Regions from separate parts of the Zea mays genome. Here region 2 is linked to region 1. Evidence: chromatin contacts called from public Hi-C data. All regions are on one chromosome and are shown on one strand. Each heading gives the region's core, a stretch centred on a gene start, on an enhancer-like site or on the middle of the called end of the contact. The rest is flanking DNA. Distances are from core to core; before and after follow the strand shown. Region 1 holds the start of LOC100382470. Region 2 holds the start of LOC100193109.

Region 1 (4,314 bases), core at 1,728-4,227:
ATAGTGAATCTTGTAACCATTGGGTACAAAAGACATGTCATGAAAAGCCCCTAAATGTCATCACCTGAATTCAATAGCGAATAGAAGTACACATGCGACTACATATCATGGTTTGGCATATCAATTTCAGGCTCGGGTTAAAAAACTCACCTCGTCTATCACATACCAAAGCATAGGTCTAAGACCAAGCTCCGATCGCAGCCGTTCTCACATGGCTACGGAGCCTATGTATGTGTGGGATAAAGGTTGAGGAGTTTTCTTGACCTATGTGAGAAGTTCTTAATACAACGAGCAAGGGTGGTCAAGTTTTTATAGCGGCCTCATGTTTCTAGCGCGTCTGCCTAGCTTCGTAGCGTCGGTCATCTAGTCTCTACCATAGGAAGTCGTAGATGGTGGCTTCTCTGTAACTACGCTCGGCAACGATGACTCATGGTAGTTTTGAGACGCTCGGCAACGATGACTCATGGTAGTTTTGAGCTTTGCCGTGTGCGTGGGTGGGTTAGCGTGTCCTATTTCGTGGGCACATCTGCACATACATGGTGTGCCTGCTTTTTTTTGTGCATGAAACTTCTATTTTTTTAATTAAAACACCATTTGTTAAAAAAAACTTTAAAGACAACAAGATAAGAAGATATGACATTCATATACTTACGGATGTAGGAAGTGCTCGAACAGCCATGAGCGAAGAACAGACACTGCACGCTCAGGAAGCCCTCTTTGAGGCCTCCAAATGTTGTGAGCCTGGCTGAACGTGTTCACGCTGTTTCCCCTCAGGTGGTCTGCTCCACCACCCATAAGCGCAAAGTTCGCCATATCATCCTTGCCAATACCATCACTGGCAGCGACCTTGCTTGTGTTCCGTAATTGGCTCATTATCATCCCCTTCAGGAACTTGAAATGCTTAGACATTGTCCGAAGAGCCATGGAAGCAAAGGGGACGGCGTTGCTCAGCCCCGAAACCGTCTCAAACGAGGAGATCACAGATTGCAGCTGCTGGTAGTATTGTTTGTATCGCCTGCAAACCTGCAAGATTCATACACTTCTGAGTTTAAAGGTAGAACACACCCAAAATTCAGTACTTAACTAATAGCTATAACTACTTAGTGGAGCCAATAAACTCAGTAAGTTCAGCATAGGACATAGCCAGATTTTATTTTCCTGCCGAGAGACGAGACTGCACCAATTCATGTATGTTTAAGGAGTCAGGATGCTAGCACGTAGTCCCTCCTTTCTTTTTTATTTGTCACCGTTTAGTTCAAAAAATGAACGATATTCGATAACCGAGTCACTATTCTACTCTGCCTGGCAAAAATTACAACCATGAACAATAGAATTATTTTAACAAAAGAGTGGCGACCAGATAAGCAGAATCTTTCTGCAGGTTTTCACTGATGCATATGGCATCCTTCAGAAAGAAGACAAAAACTCCAGGAATCTTATCGAGTAGCAACTTTGAAAATTTCTACGGGATAAAACTAGAGAGACCTGATATATTTTGATATTCCAACATCCATATTTTGAACTGCTGGACAATTCTGTTCATGAAGAAGTTTTTCTAGTTGTCGCAAGGTAAAAAATGAAAAGGTATGCAAACCTCTCAACACCAACAGTGCAAAACAATGATTTGATGCATATAAATAACCAAAGAAACATATCCGAAAGAGCTCGATTTGCAATCCATATCTACTCTCATCAAATCACAAGCACAAGAAATAAGCTGTGCCAGAACAGCAGATAAAGATTCGAACAGGATGTAGGCTCCATGACGTGACCATGAGGTATTCGTTAGATTCTTCTCGGCGAAGAAGAAATAATTGCGACAAGAAACAAAAGCAGAGAAAAGACGTATTTTTCAATGAAGGATCAAGAAGCTCACGTCCTCCATGAGGGAGATGAGCCTGGTCTTCCTCCACTGCTGCTCGGCGCCGGAGACAGCGACCGCCTCAGCGGTAGCGCGGTCAACGCCGCCCATGCCATGCTCCATGCCGAACATACCCTCGTCGGAGAGAGGGTCCAGGTGCGGGGGCCGTCCGCCGACGTTACAGATCTCTTCGAGCAGCTTCTGCGCGGGGCCCAGGAACCTGGACCGCCCGAGGACGGCCGCGTAGCCCGTGAACGGGCCGTACGGCCCCGTGGCTACCCCCGCGGCGAGCTGCCTCCGCGGCGCGGGCGGAGGGTTCGAGGGCGCCGAAGAGAGCGAGAGCGCGAAGTTCTGGCTCGGGATCTGGACCCCGGCGCCCGCAGGTAGCGCGTGTGCTACTAGCTGCGCGTGCGCCAGCGTGGGGCTATGCGGCGAGTAGTAGGACGATGTCGACGAGGAAGCGTAGGAGTAGAAGGGTGGGGGCGCCGGCCAGGCAGTGGGCGGGGGCGAGTCGGCCGCGTCGTCGGGCGGGAACCGCAGCTTCTCGCGGCGGCTGTGCTGCGGCACGTGGTAGAGCTGCCCCGCGCCCGCGGCCTGCCCCAGCAACAGGTGCTGATGCTCCGCGCCGCCGGCCCCGTATCCACCGCCCGCCGCCGAGGACATGTTGTCGCCCGCGCACGAGCGCCGCCGGGGCCCGTACGTACTGGCGGATCGTACACGACCTGGAGCGAGAACGCGGAGAGAGAGAGAGAGAGCCCACGAGCGAAGAGGGCGGCTCCCGCACTTTGCGAGCGCCTGGCCGGGGGCTGGAATTGGGACTGAAAGGGTAGCTGCAGCAGCCGGCAGTACAGGCTGCCCGTTGCTTTCTCCCGCGTCCCGGCCGCGCGCTTTTGTGCGCTCGGTTCTGGTGGTGGTGGTGCTTTTGCTGCTGGTGGAGGTGTTCGGCTCCCGGGCTCGCTCGGCTGTCGGCTCTACCTCTACCTGTACTGTACCTCGGGGCGCCTTTCTTTGTGCAAAGGTGCGTGGCAGTCTGGCAGATGGGGGGAGGGAGGCGAAAAACAGGCGCCCGCGACGGCGAGATGGCGAGGCAAGGACGCGAAATGGTGAGCAGTGAAAGCGAAAGACAGAAAGGAGTTGGTGACTGTCTGCTCGTGTGATTGTGGTGCGAGGAGAGGGCGCGAGGTAGGACGGGGGCGTGCGGTGGAGACCCTGGCCAGGGTCAGGTACTGTATATCCCAAGCACACAGCCCAGCCTCAGGCCCTACAGTGCCAGGTATGGCCTGATGATAGTTATTGGCTTGGCATTTGGCAAGGCCTTCACTCCTCCAAAGCCGTCTCTGTATTCATCATTTATATCCCTATGTTCGGTTGTGTAAGGATTAGAAAAAATTAAGGGGATTAAACCTCTTTCTATTAATCACCCTCAATCTACCCCAACCGAATAAGTCCTAAAAATTTATTTCTCTTTTATCTTCATCTTCAGCAGCATTCTTTATATCCCATCCTCTCTATATAAAAAATAACTATATTAGAGACATATGTTATTTTAAATTTTTATACATATATATTTGTTATACTCACAAATATTTTGTACATAATTTAGTTTTGATAAATATGTTGTTTAAAGTATTAAAATAGATAGAAGAAAGGATATAGAATCTCTATATAGAGAGAACAGATGAAAATCATCTATATTTAGAGTATCAATTAGAGAACGCTGATGTAGTGATAAAAAAGGAAATCTCCACTAAATATAGGGTACAAGATGTTGTACATATTTTTGTTGGAGAGAGTCTAAACCTTAACTTTTTAGTGCCTCTCATCTTCTTTCTTCCTCACGCTCCACACAAATCATGTGACGGTAGGCTTACTATGCATGTCTCATGGTCTATTTGTAAATATCCACATAGTATCATCACATCCATCCACCTATCCATATCATCTCATATCTAAACACACCACACTCTCACATCTCATCACTACACTCTCTAGTCAACAAAGACAACTCCCTCTCATCCTTATCTCAATACTCTCAGGTTTGATCCTTATCCAAACACGAGGAAGAGAAAAAGAACACAAAACTCTCTAGTCATGCTCAAGTGAGAAACATATAGGAATCTTCATTAACCTTGGTCAGACCTATGCTTATAGATCGATCAACTCTATAGAGAATGTACACCTATAGCCACAACATTACCATCATCGACGGTGGCCTCTGTCTAGGTTGATATTAGGCTATTATCTAACCAGAATGATACCACCTACAATTCATCACCAAGTCACCCTAGAGTACCACCGACATGCTGAGACTGCGAAATGAAGTATTCCTAGTGGTCATTACATGGTTTAAGAGGATTAGAGGATACACCCTTACATAGTTACATCCCTACACTATCACTTATATCTTATGTAGTGGTGGCATCACCCCTAGCTAGAAGATCACATATGCCCCC
Region 2 (4,498 bases), core at 470-2,969, 280 kb after region 1:
ATCAGACCGCGGCCTGCTTGTCATGATCTGAAAAAAAAAATGACAGCCGACAAAAGGTATTTAATCAGTCTACGCTGCTGGCAGGCATCAACGTGACAGCATTGCGCTGTTACCATAAACATGATTAGCATCATCATCCTGAACACTATTTAGCAGATACACATCCTGGAATGGACACGGTATTTGAATTGGCAGGTTTGATGAAACATCAAACATGCACAAGGGAAGGGACCGACCAAAACGGACATCACATCACATTAATGTGCTCTTTACTTTCTTTGGATCTCAGACATCACACGCTGGCTTAACTGTCCCTTTTTAATATACACACTAGATAAGGGCATCAAAACGCTAAGTACATATTTTAATGGCTCCTCGGCGATCCAGCACCGTGGATTAATCACACATGGGCATGGCTCTAGGACCTCGGACGCTGCAATTGCTCATGAGAAACTTCACATGCATATTGCTCATGAGATTCAAAATTTTTCTTTTTTTTTTATATGGTTAAAGTTAGAAATGATTTACGGCTATCTTAATTTGGAAGCGACCATATAATATAACCATAGTTGTTACCGTAGCTTACCTCAAGCCTTGTACCATCCGGGAATGTCTGCCACGTGGGCACCAGCTCCACGATGTGGTCGCTGACGCAGAGCAGGCAGTCCAACTCGCGCCGCCACATGGCCTTCTTCTCCGGCGGCAGCGGCTCCAGCCTCCAGAGCTGGCCGAACACCGTCGCTGCAGACACAGACACGTACGGCCGGCCGGCCGGCGCGCACGACGGTCAAAAACCCCATCGCGCGCATGCAGTTGCCGTCCAAGAAAGAAAGCAGTGCAACAACAATGGCTACGCGAGCGAAAAGCCAACCAGCAGCAGGTGGTTTTTGGTCACGCGCGCGCACGTAACGTACGTACCGCAGAGGTTGGTGACGGCGTTGGAGATGGCGAGCGCGGTGCAGACGCCCTTGCCGCTCCCGGACATGTCCTCGCCGAGCAGCAGCTTGGAGAACCGCTCCTTCATCATCTCCATCTCTGGCGATTTCACGCGCGGGCACGCACGACGACGGTGTGAGAGACTGCACGTCCGGCCGAGACCAAACCGATAGGAGGATTATTCGCGCTGGTGTACGTACCTGATGCTCCTCCGTGCCTGTCGGCCGCGGCGACGACGCCGCGCGGCTTCTGGTCCTTGCCGCCGCCGCCGCCCGCGGCGTCGGCCGACACAGACACGCAGGTCTTGATGATGGCCACCTTGTGCCACTCGTCGGGCGGGGCCGGGGAGTACGTGCAGGAGAAGCTGGAGGCGGCGTCGGAGCTGGCGCTGGAGCTGCTCCCGCGGCGCCCCTCCTCGTCGGCTGAGTCCGCCGTCAGCGCCTCGCTCGCCGTGTCACCTCTCGCCATCGCCGGTCGAGCGAGCGACGAATGCGTGGCTGCCTTAGCTGCCTCTATGACTATGAGGACGCGTCGGTCGTTGTTTCCCGGGAGCACGAGCGCGGAGGCCCAGGCCCCGGCTAGGCTAGACACGCCGGCGAGCGACTACGGTCGTGGCGTGCGGCGAGAGGGACAGGCAGGCTGGATCCTCGTGGGGTGGAAGTGGAATGGTGTGGATGCGATGAAAGAGAGCTTGTGACGAGTGAGAAAGAGAGAGGAGTATAGTAGTGGTAGTAAATAAAGGCTTAAAAAGAAGCGAAAGGCAGGCGGGCGAGGGAGGGAGGAGTGACCGTTGGGTTTTGAGTTGTCTTGGTGGGCTTCTTTTGGTAGAGGGGACATCACAGGACCGCAGGGGTGTGCGGGCTGACGCTGACGGTTAGAGGCTGCAGGGTTTGGTCGGTCGGCGTGGCATGGCAGCTACGCCGGGACCGTCGTCCAGGGCGGCGTGGTATCTACGTATGGATCGTCTTGCCGTTGCACGCTGTCTTTGCAGGCAGCCATGTGGAGGGATGGAGGGAGGCCGGGTTGCTGTGTCTGCAAGCCACGGAAATTCCGAGGAGGCAAAAAGGACCGTTTGGCGATCCCTCCTTACAGTCCTGGATTTGTTTAATGGCGTCGAACGTGGCCGATCAAACGGTCAATTATATTCGAGCACTGTATCTATTCTGCTTTATTAAGAGTGTAAAGTCAGCGTCCGCGTCCAAAGCTCTACTCCCACCCGTGCACCCCCGCCTGCCCCGAGGCTAACTATAGGCAGTAGATCCAGTCACGACTCGCCGAGGTCAAACTCGGACGAGAGATCTAGTCACGACTCGCCCGAGGGCAACCTCGATCGAGAGATACAGTCACGACTCGCCCGAGGGCAACCTCGATCGGGAGTCACATTCACGACCCGCCCGAGATCGACCCCGGATAAGTAATGCATTTCTGACTTGTCTGATGGCAGCTCCGGGCGGGAGATGCAGTCACGACTCGCTCGAGGCCAACCTCAGGCGGGAGACGCGGTCACGACTCGTCTGAGGCCAACCCCGGAAAAGTAGCGCATTTCCGACTCGCTCGAGGGCAACCCCAGGTGGGAGACACAGTCACGACTCGCCTGAGGCCACCCTGGGCAGGAGACGCAGTCACGTCTCGCCCAAGGCCACCCCTCGCCCGAGGCTACCCTGGCCAGGAAACGCAGTCACGACTCACCCGAGGCCAACCCCGGGCCGGAGACGCAATCACGACTCACCCGAGGCCACCTCGGGCGGGAGACGCAGTCACGACTCGACCGAGGCCAACCCCGGGCGGGAGACACAGTCACGACTCGTCCGAGGCCAACCTCGGGCGGGAGACGCAGTCACGACTCACCCGAGACCAACCCAGGACAAGCAACTCATTTTCGACTCACCCAAGGACATCTCGGGCGATGCTTCGAAATGTGCCCAACTCCGCCGACCAACTCTGCAATGCCCCGAGCAGGAGATGCAGCCACGACTCGCCCGAGGCCAACCTCGAGTGGGAGACGCAGTCACAACTCGCCCGAGGCCAACCCTAGGTGGGAGATGGAGTCACGACTCACCCGGTGGGAGAGGGTAACGACTCGCCCGAGGCCAACCCCGTATGGGAGAAAGCAGTCTCGACTCGCCCGAGGCCAACCCTCGAGCGAGAGACTTAGTCATGACTCGCTCGAGGGAAATCTCAGGCGGGAGACGCAATCACGACTCGCCTGAGGTCAATCCCGGGTGAGAGACGCAATCATGACTCGCCTGAAGCCAACCCCGCGTGAGAGACGCAGTCACGACTCGCCCGAGGGCAACAACAACAATATATGGAGTTGTTTTACGATATTGATAATGTTTGCCACACAGATTTTGCATATCATAGTGATGTTTGGCGTTCCTTATCTATGTTTCTGAAAGGGAAATAGGCTTACACCTTTTCGTAATTGATTTTGGTGGTTGAATTGCCCAACACAAATAATTAGACTAACTAGTTTGCTCTATACTATAAGTTCTACAGGTGCCAAAGGTTCACAATAAGCCAATAAAAAGACCAAGAAAGGATTCAAATAAAGAGAGCAAAAGACAACCGAAGTGTGCCCTGGTCTGGCGCACCGGACAGTGTCCGGTGCACCAGGGAACTCAACTCCGAACTGCTCACCTTCGGGAATTCTGGAAGCCGCTCCACTATAATTCACCGGACTGTCCGGTGTAGCACCAGACTGTCTGGTGTGCCAGCGGAGTAACGGCTACTACAGCGCCAACGGTCGTCTGCAACAGCAGTTAATGCGCTACAGTGCGCGCAGAAGTCAGAGCAGAGCTAGAAGGCGCACCGGACAGTCTACAGGACCTGTCTGGTGCACCACCGGACTGTCCGGTGGCCCAGATGTCAGAAGCTCCAACGGTCAGAATCCAACGGCCGGGTGACGTGGCTGGCGCACCGGGCAGTGTCCGGTGGCGCACCGGACTGTCCGGTGCGCCATGCGACAGAAGCCCTCACCAACCGTCAATTTGGTGGTTGGGGCTATAAATACCCCCAACCACCCACCATTCATTGCATCCAAGTTTTCAGCCTTCACACCTCATACAAGAGCTATAGCATTCAATACAAGACACAACCAAAGAGATCAAATCCTCTCCCAAGTCCAAAGACAATTCCAATCAAATAGTGACTAGTGAGAGAGAGATACTTGTGTTCATTTGAGCTCTTGCGCTTGGATTGCTTTTCTTCTTCCTTCTATTTCTTGTGCTCAATTCACTTGTAATCAAAACAAGAGACACCAAGTTGTGGTGGTCCTTGTAGCGGACTTAGTGTCCCATTTGATTGAAGAGAAAGGCTCACTCGGTCTAGGTGACCGTTTGAGAGAGGGAAAGGGTTGAAAGAGACCCGGTCTTTGTGACCACCTCAACGAGGAGTAGGCTTACAAGAACCGAACCTCGGTAAAACAAATCACCGTGTCATCCGCCTTATTTGCTTGCGATTTTTTTGCCCTCTCTTTCAGACTCGAATTTAATTCTAACGCTAACACTGGCTTGTAGTTGTGCTTAAAGTTTGTAAATTTCAGATTCGTCCTATTCACCCC

Evidence for each region. Hi-C and Micro-C count contacts between places; a contact is called where the count stands out from the background.
Region 2: a Hi-C map of ear shows a contact between it and region 1, with 2.0 times the contacts expected there. The contact joins the promoter of LOC100193109 here to the promoter of LOC100382470 in region 1. A contact is called at or near these places in 2 of 25 Hi-C or Micro-C datasets (ear and leaf).

The regions. Positions count from the first base shown.
Region 1 is chr8:97,509,846-97,514,159 of Zm-B73-REFERENCE-NAM-5.0, forward strand. LOC100382470 reads right to left here and starts at 2,978. Exons shown (of 4, transcript NM_001175210.1): 1 at 1,877-2,978; 2 at 653-1,023. The coding sequence starts at 2,524.
Region 2 is chr8:97,794,989-97,799,486 of Zm-B73-REFERENCE-NAM-5.0, forward strand. LOC100193109 reads right to left here and starts at 1,720. Exons shown (of 7, transcript NM_001138271.2): 1 at 1,137-1,720; 2 at 919-1,035; 3 at 587-741; 4 at 1-27. The coding sequence starts at 1,404.